Linked DNA regions of Zea mays: region 2 is linked to region 1. A link is a contact called in public Hi-C data. All regions are on one chromosome and are shown on one strand. Each heading gives the region's core, a stretch centred on a gene start, on an enhancer-like site or on the middle of the called end of the contact. The rest is flanking DNA. Distances are from core to core; before and after follow the strand shown. Region 1 holds the start of LOC100274352. Region 2 holds the start of LOC100193996 (putative mitochondrial adenine nucleotide transporter BTL2).

What was found. A called contact is a pair of places that touch in the nucleus more often than the background predicts.
Region 2: a contact with region 1 is called in a Hi-C map of leaf, with 7 times the contacts expected there. The contact joins the promoter of LOC100193996 here to the promoter of LOC100274352 in region 1. A contact is called at or near these places in 2 of 25 Hi-C or Micro-C datasets (both in leaf).

The regions. Positions count from the first base shown.
Region 1 is chr1:19,873,552-19,878,089 of Zm-B73-REFERENCE-NAM-5.0, forward strand. LOC100274352 reads right to left here and starts at 1,814. Exons shown (of 6, transcript NM_001148712.1): 1 at 1,631-1,814; 2 at 949-1,065; 3 at 1-77. The coding sequence starts at 1,747. LOC100277510 reads right to left here. Exons shown (of 8, transcript NM_001367326.1): 8 at 3,994-4,538. The coding sequence ends at 4,242.
Region 2 is chr1:20,077,364-20,081,901 of Zm-B73-REFERENCE-NAM-5.0, forward strand. LOC100193996 (putative mitochondrial adenine nucleotide transporter BTL2) reads right to left here and starts at 2,060. Exons shown (of 4, transcript NM_001359362.1): 1 at 1,275-2,060. The coding sequence starts at 1,711.

The DNA.
Region 1 (4,538 bases), core at 564-3,063:
ATCTCATTTTGTTTCTTCAATCGTTGTATAAAACGCTTAGGAGCAATAACCCCTGTTTTCTTCTTCTGGCTACTGATCTGTATGGACAATTAAAAAGGGATAATTATTTTGTTGAAGTAGACCGTTTGTTTCTTCCCCAGTCCACTCCAGTATTCACTCGTGAAAACAATAACATATCACACTAGTAAGAGGCCTTCAGATAAAAGGATTTTCCCAAAACATTGTACATATTTCAGACTTAAAATAGTGTAAAACTACAATACAATTGACAAGCGCACAAATAGTTGTCAGTACAAAGGCTAACAAAAATTTATCTGTGAGAAGTCAGTGGTAAAGTAAGGCAACAATGGAGCATGTCCTATGGATTTTACTCATTTAACAGGTATATTTGTAGAACCAGGTTTAGGTTTATTAAATTACAGATTTACTTGAAAATTCCAAAATGTCAATTTACAGAGGTTAGCAGAAAAAGGTGTATAATCCAAAATAACACAGAATGCTCCTTTCTAGCGTGTTCCTCTTACGCTTTGGAATGTACGAGATACAAGGCAATCTTGGTAGTTCATTGCTGAGGACTAATTTCGCATAGAGTGTTACACCATTAAACTGTTGAAATTTATACTTTGGAACATCGTTTTGTGACCTCAAACTAAGGAGGAAGAATTTAAGTCTATAACAAGTAGAAGTGTAGAACTATAGGCATATCATGGGAAACTGTCAAATTAACCAGCGACTTTATTGGAGTGTTTGATGGTATTTATTCAATGTAAATATGACAACTTAACAATGGCAGACATCTTTAGATACAGTCTTGCTCAGGAATTGTGATTAATCAACCAAAATCTCTGTGCAAGATTCAACATGTTTTTTAGTGATTCCTACACGCTGGAGTATATATTAGTTGAGAACGGGAATGACAATCACAACAAACAATAGCTGCACGAGTACCTGAGAGAACAGATCAGCCAGGCAGGTTAGCATGTTCTCTTCAACATCTCCGGTGTTTTTATTGTTTGCATAGTACTCCAGCAATTGATCACGGAAAGGAACACAAAAATAAAGTGCCTGAAACAGGAAACGGTTAGATCCCACATTATAAGGAGAACAGTATCATATATTTCTCTAAATGTTACTGACCAAAATGTCCCACATCTAACAGTATACATGCATTTCAGGTTGTCAATACATTCAGAAACTATGAGTCCTACATAATCCACCGATGTAAAAAAAGGGTTTCCAAAGGAGGCAACGCTCCTACTGCTAAAGCGAGGTGCTATATACATGCATTTCAACACGTACAGAAACCATGCGTTTCCCCAATTTCCCGATGTCAAACCAGCTGAGCAGTATCTGGGTTCACACAAGGATGACGGTCTACGATCGTGTCGTAAAAAAATAAAACAGGAAACATATCACCGGCACCGCTCAACAATCGCAAAAACTCTCCCACGCAGAAAATCTAGCGCTGATCTTCGGCGCGAGCATCACGCGCCTCTGATCTCGCAAAACACGCATCGCTCCTCACCGCCCCGCACGGAAGAGAACCAACAAATCCCACACGCCTCCGACGGGGGGTGGCAGCTCGCATCGCAACGAGCAGAGAGACATTCGGGGGCTTGCCCCGCCGTACCTGCAGCACGCTGTTGCAGTAGCAGGTGTTTCCGAAGTTCTCGAGGCCGAAGTAGCGCTCGCCCTCGGGGAACTGCTCGCCCAGCGCCTTCTCCAACCTGGAGCCCGCCGCGCCCATCACCGCCCCCGCCCAGCTCCCATTGCCCGGCGATCGGCGCGAGGGGCCTGTCGCTGTTCTGGCCGGCTGGGGCGGTGCGAGACAGGATTTGTACTGTGGCGCAGTGAAACTGTTGCGATTGGGGGGTGTCGGGGGTTGGAACGGGGGAGGAACGCACGGTTGCGGTTGCGGAAGGAAGCGAAGAAATGGGCCAAACCCAAAAGACACAGATGCCCCGAAGTGGACGTCGCGGTTTCGGCCTGTCCAACCGATCCGTTTCGTCAAGTCAAAATCTTAATCCGACGGTTAAGATCAAACTACGTGAATCGGATGGCGGTTGCCGGTTGGCTGGTGGTCAGCACCTGATACGGGCGTGCTTGTCACTTGTCAGTCATATCATCCCATAAATGTTTCATGAGGCAAAACTTTTTTTTTGTTTTTGCTTGCAATATGCACGAGGGTGGATGATGAGATGAGCCAGCTCACGTGTTTTCAGCTCTCCTTGAAATTTATTTATCATATTTTTCAACGTCTAGCCAAGCCTAGCAAGATGAACCGAGCTTAAATCCACATCCATAGGAAGTCAATTATACTCTTCAAATTTTAAAACAAAAACAACGACAATCAGAGCAATTTAAAAAAACACTAACCCAGACCAAGATGTGTGTTTTTCAGCTCAGAAGCCTGATGGAGACAATGAGATAAAGGGTCAATTGATGCAATCTTAAGCCAAAAATGGTAAATTGAAAGTGAGATGTTGGCCACCTTTATATTCCTTAAGTTGGACATTCTAATAATGGAAATGCACATATTTAGTATGAAGCAGTTCCACTTGCACCTAGATGTAACGATGAAGAAAAATACTAAAGCCCTGTTTGGATGTAAAATATTTTTTTGGAATTTTAGAAAACATCATAGCTTTGTGAAATACTTTAGTTTTAGAGTTGCATATATTAATTGGATGCAAATGAAACAAATATTATGGTTTGAAACCAATGGTATTAAAACTTTTGGAATTTTAAGATTTTTCATTCGAGACCTCATTTTTAAAAGTATGGTTTTGTAAATCAATGACTTCTAAAACTATAGTTTTTAACACTATAACATCCAAACAAAAGCCTAAGCAACTCAAGCTCAAACGAGTAGAGTGGGATACTGTATCATTCTGTTGAGGCATAAGTATTTTTTTATATCGTCAATCGCTACAAATTGGAGACCATCATAATAGTAGTTCAAAAGTTAACCAATTGATATACAACTTTGTACACTGGACATCCATATGATTGGACTATTCGTTTGACAAAATTGGTACACGTTGATATTTTTTTAAAAAAAGCATACATTCTGCATTGATGTATGGATGATTAAATCATAAGACCTTTGTTTTATTGCACTGGGATCGGAGGGGGTTGAAGGGGATTAAACTCTTTTCTATTCAATTTTGACTAACAAGTGATTTAATCTTTTTTAATCCTCTTCAATCCATTTTTAACCGAACAAATCCTAAGAGAGAAAAATCATTTTAATGCACATAGTCAAAGTGTTATATAGCGGGGTTGGGTCATAATCAAAAGTTAATCGATTGATATACAACTTTGTACAGTGGGCATTCATATGATTGGATTAGTTGTTTGATAAAATTGGTACACTTTGATCTTTTTTAAAGCATACATTCTGCATCGATTGATGGAGGATCAAATCGTAAGGGCAGAAAATCATTTTAAAGCACGTAGTCAAAGTGTTATAGCGGGGTTGCATCATGTAGGAACGATATGATTAAAAGATTAAGAAATAAATTTCAATAAGCATGATTTACTATTTGCATTCTCATCCCTTCCTATTTTAACTAAAATTAAAGGTTCTAGTCCTCAGTAGGTGTGGGGGTGGTAATGGATCCACGATTCATTCGAGTCCTTAATTAATTTTAGTTAAAAATGTACATAAATAGAGTTCAATCCTTAAATTGCCAGTATAAATTTTAGAGCCCATTGCTACCCTTAACCCTCATCTCTAATTAAGAAAATCGTAGACTATCTCCATCATACTCCATATCATACTCCTTATTTCAAACTTCACTCTGCAAACGGTATAAACAGTCATTTACATGACCTGCTGGAGATGGCTTGGTAAAGTGAGTCTATGGGCGGGAGATGTGGTCAATTGTGCAAGCTCTGAACTCCATCTCCAAGTTCTTCAGCCAGAACGGTCTATAAGAAAACAAAAGAATGAGAAATTCCATTTAAACAATTTCAAGGACCATAAGTTATATTCGCATGACAACAACAACAATAAAGGTCATAAGTTACAACCACATATGGTCATTTAATGACCAGGGCATCGTTTGGACAAATCAATTAATTAAAAAATCTATCTTGCTATATCCACTAAAGTCCCGATTTTCCGAAGAGTCCTGTACAAGGTTCGTTCACTAAACCCTCTAATGGGTCTAGTCTCGCGCTAGGATCACATGGGTGACCATACAAAAATCATGCAATGAACTCTACAAGCCAGTATGTCACTGGCATTTCTTGGCTTCATCTGGTAGATAGCAGTTCTTATCCTCACTGTCGGGTGGTGGCGGCACACCAAATACCCAGTCCAGCACATTCAGGTACTTGGACCGGAAGACTTCTCTTTCCTGCGCATAGCAGTGCATAATGATAGAGGTAGCTATGCTGAACACAACCACATCAGCTCGCTTTATCTGAAGTATTGGAGGGCAGAGTCCTGCATCGGTCATCCATGTGAAAAAACTCTCGATAGCTCTGGCAAGACAGTACAGGGATATCTCAATCCTCCTGCTCTTCTTCTC
Region 2 (4,538 bases), core at 810-3,309, 200 kb after region 1:
AGCGCTTCCTTCAAGGTCATCGCCAGTTCTTGATCCAATGGACAGGACAGGATATTGAAGAGGCTACGTGGGAAGATGCCCTGGAATTTCGGCGTGCACACCCAGATTTCAAGCTTGAAGACAAGCTTGTTGTCGAGGGGGGGAGTATTGATATGGCCCAGCCGAACAGGGTATATTTTAGGAAACAGTAGATTAGGAAAGTAATCAGCTGCGGCTTATTTAGCAGCAAGTATCCCTCAATTTTGTAATGGTAGTATTAGTTACCTTATTGAGCATTATACTGCTCCCTAGTTCCTATGTTTAGGAACAAGGATTTGGAATAAAGGAGAGAGGGGCAGCAGAGAGAAAAGGAACGTTATTGTTCCACCAATTCAGCAGCAGGCGTTGCCGACGATAAACGGCCGGTGGTTCCGCCAACCATTACCATAGGTCGCCGGCGAGCCCTTCCGGTGCCGCCCCAGCCTACTAGATCTGGGCTGCGGCCGGGAACTCGTTCCTATAATCGGGAACACCCATATCAAGGAGCTTGGCCAACTCTAACTTCCAACTTACTGCGATAAACAGCTTAAGTTACTTGACCTTCAACTTCTATACTACTCTATTAAAAACCTAATGTAAGCACCTGGTGCTACCACGGCTTCACCCTCCGCGCTGACATTATGGGCCCACCCCACGCGCCCTGCCTCGCCATGCCCTGTTGGGCCCCACGCCCAGCGCCCTCGCAGCGCTCTCTCAGCTACTGCCTTATGGGACCCCACCGCCCGCGCAGCTACCACACCGCGCAAAAAATAGTGCAGAGCGAGCACTCGAACCCACACCCCCTTGCTCTAGAGATTTGGGGCTAACCACCAGACCACACGTATCTTAATGTTCAGAAATAAACAATATTATATTTGAATAAATATCTCAATACCTATTATGATATATAACAACCGTAGCAAAGCACGGGCAACAGGCTAGTAACTACTTAAGTACTTCACCTAACCTGTTTCACAAAAACTCATCTGTTCAAATACTAATTAAATGGACTACTAACTATGACATGTAGAAGACAACTTTACTGAACTGGGCCTAAAGGTCAACATACTCGATGCCTCATAGAGCCTGAGAAGTAGAAACTAGCAAACAAAACAAATTCTTCAACATTCCAATCAAAAGTAACAGCTATGGTTCAATGTCAAAAGAAGACTCATCCATTTTTCACTAGATAAGCAATCATGCTAAATTGCTAACTCGCGTATGCAATCTGGGTTGTAGACTACAACAAGCTATACCTCGAGATCATGGCAGCAACTGCTCCAGCCCAGAGATGCTTGCTCACGTTCATCGCTCCAGCTCCAGCACGACCGTCCTTCTTCTCCTTCTCCTGCAGCAGAATCACTCCCTCCGCCTCCGCGGCCACTTCCACAGCCCTCTTCCCCGCGACCAGCGCGTCCGACTCCTCCGCCCTGGCCTTCTCCTCCGCGTCGGGGAGCAACCCAACCGGGGCCGGCGCGAACCCCCTACCCCCCTTCACCGACATTGTCAGCGACAGAAACCCCAGCGGCGCCCCACGTCGGCGCCGATGCTGGTGCCCGAACGACAGGGAGCACCCGGGCATGGCCGCGAGGAGCGCGCCGTGCGCCGTCCCATCGACGCCATCGAGAAACAGCCCCGCCGCCACCGCCCCCTCCCCGGCCGCGGGAGGCAGCCACATCTCGGGCCACGGCATCGCGGCGGACCAGACGGGACTGGGCAGGACAGGACCCTTCACGCGCCGTGCCTGTAACCTTCTTCCCCTCGTCCCGCCGCCGCTAGGGTTCGCGAGGCGGCACGGTGCATCGGTTTTATCGACGAGGGAGGGCGAGGGGAAGCTGAATCCAACCGAGCGGAATGGGATATATAAGAGCGAGCTGCCTCGAATCGATGCGGACGCGAGGGTTGGGGCGGCTGCTGGGCGAGCAAGTAGATGCGAGGGAGAGGGGTGCTGTCGGATTGATTCTTCTCTTGTTCTTGTGATTTGCTGGTGGTTGATCTTGCCGCCCTGCCTGTACCGCACCGGTGCACCCTTGGGGCAGGAAAGGCCAACGAACAGCGAACGAGATTGCTCGATGTGGAGTTGTATTTTATTTAGAACGGAGTTTAATTTTTAAACTTTTAGAGAAGACGATCTTTTTTAAGATTTTCCTGTTCTTTAGCTTTTATCCTCTCATTTGAATGAAGGGCAGGAGGTACGGTATTTTGCAGCAGAACGGTATGCCATTTTTATATACATCAAACGTTCTTAAATTTAACTAGGTTTTTAAAAAAATTGTTAGTTAACATTCATATCTATAAATAAATATACTATTTACATAAGTATAGTAAAAATACTAATACTTTAGTTTTATATATCGTTAAAATAAAACGTGTTTGGCTTCTCACAAAACAAGAACACTAAATATTTTGGATAGAAGAAGTATAAATATATCCAAATCTTTATGTAAAAATGAAGTATGTCGAAACCGAGAAACTTGTGAAAGTAATTGTCGGGGATCATAATTAGAGGTACCCTCAAGACTCCTAATTCTCAGCTGGTAACCCCCATCAGCATAAAGCTGCAAAGGCCTGATGGGTGCGATTAAGTCAGGGATCAGTCCATTCGAGCGACTCGATCGTGCCTCGCCCGAGCCTAGCCTTGGACAAGGGTAGCCGACCCCGGAGGATTTCCGTCTCGCCCGAGGCCCCCCTCTAACGGCGGACACATCTCCGGCTCGCCCGAGGCCCTGCCTTCGTTAAGAAGCAACTCTGACTAAATCGCCGCACCGACCGACCGAATCGCAGGAGCATTTAACGCAAAGGTGGTCTGACACCTTTATCCTGACACACGCCCCCCAGCAGAGCCGAGGTGACCGCCGTCACCTCGCCGCTCCACTGACCGGCCTGGCAGAAGGACAGCGCCGCCTGCGCCGCTCCGACTGCAGTGCCACTCGACAGAGTGAGACTGACGGGCAGTCAGGCCCTGCCAAAGGCACCATAGGAAGCTCCGCCCGACCCAGGGCTCGGACTCGGGCTAAGTCCCGGAAGACGGCGAACTCCGCTCCGCCCGACCCAGGGCTCGGACTCGGGCTAAGTCCCGGAAGACGGCGAACTCCGCTCCGCCCGACCCAGGGCTCGGACTCGGGCTAAGTCCCGGAAGACGGCGAACTCTGCTCCGCCCGACACCAGGGCTCGGACTCGGGCTCAGCCCCAGAAGACGGCGAACTCCGCTCCGCCCGACCCCAGGGCTCGGACTCGGGCTCAGCCCCAGAAGACGGCGAACTCCGCTCCGCCCGACCCCAGGGCTCGGACTCGGGCTCAGCCCCAGAAGACGACGAACTCCGCTTCGCCCGACCCCAGGGCTCGGACTCCGCCCTGGCCTCTGCCGAACGACCTCCGCCTCGCCCGACCCAGGGGCTCGGACTCGGCCTCGGCCACGGAAGACAGACTCAACCTCGGCTTCGGAGGAGCCTCCACGTCGCCCAACCTAGGGCGCAAGACAGCCACGTCAACAGGAAGCGCCATCATCACCCTACCCCGAGCTGACTCGGGCCGCAGAGAACAAGACCGGCGTCCCATCTGGCTAGCTCCGCCAGATAGGCAATGATGGCGCCCCGCATGCTCTGTGACGACGGCGGCTCTCAGCTCTTACGGAAGCAGGAGGACGTCAGCAAAGACTTAACCGCTCCAACAGTTGTCCCTCCGCCAGGCTCCGTCGCTCCTCCGACGGCCACGACATCACACCAGCTGGGTGCCAAGATCTCTCCGGCTGCCACATCGGCATGTACTTAGGGCGCTAGCTCTCCCCCGCTAGACATGTAGCACTCTGCTACACCCCCATTGTACACCTGGATCCACTCCTTACGCCTATAAAAGGAAGGACCAGGGCCCTCTTAGAGAGGGTTGGCCGCGCGGGGACGAGGACGGGACAGGCGCTCTCTTGGGGCCGCTCGCTTCCCTCACCCGCGTGGACGCTTGTAACCCCCTACTGCAAGCGCACCCGACCTGGGCGCGGGACGAACACGAAGGCCGCAGGATTTCCACCTCTCTCACGCCCGTCTCCGGCCACCTCGCTTCCCCCCTTCGCGCTCGCCCACGCGCTTGACCCATCTGGGCTGGGGCACGCAGCGACATTCACTCGTCGGCTTAGGGACCCCCCCGGTCTCGAAACGCCGACAGTTGGTGTGCCAGGTAGGGGCCTGCTGCGTGTTGACGAACAGCTTCCCGTCAAGCTCCAGATGGGCAGTCTCCAGCAACCTCTCTGGTCCGGGACGGTGCTCCGTTTCGGGAGTCTTGAGTTCGTGACCTTCGACGGCAGCTACGACATGATACTCCTTCCACCGCCGCGCGACAACGACAATGGCGGCCGACAGCCCGCCCGCCGGCGGCGGGATCGACGACGTCTTCCCCGCGTGGTGGAAGAACAACATTCGAGCTCGCCCCGTCCTCTCCCCCGCCAACGGAGGAGGAGGCGGGGCAACCAAGGCCAAGCGGGAGGCCGCGCCTCGTCGGCTGTCGAGCGAGTCGACGTCCCCAGCGCT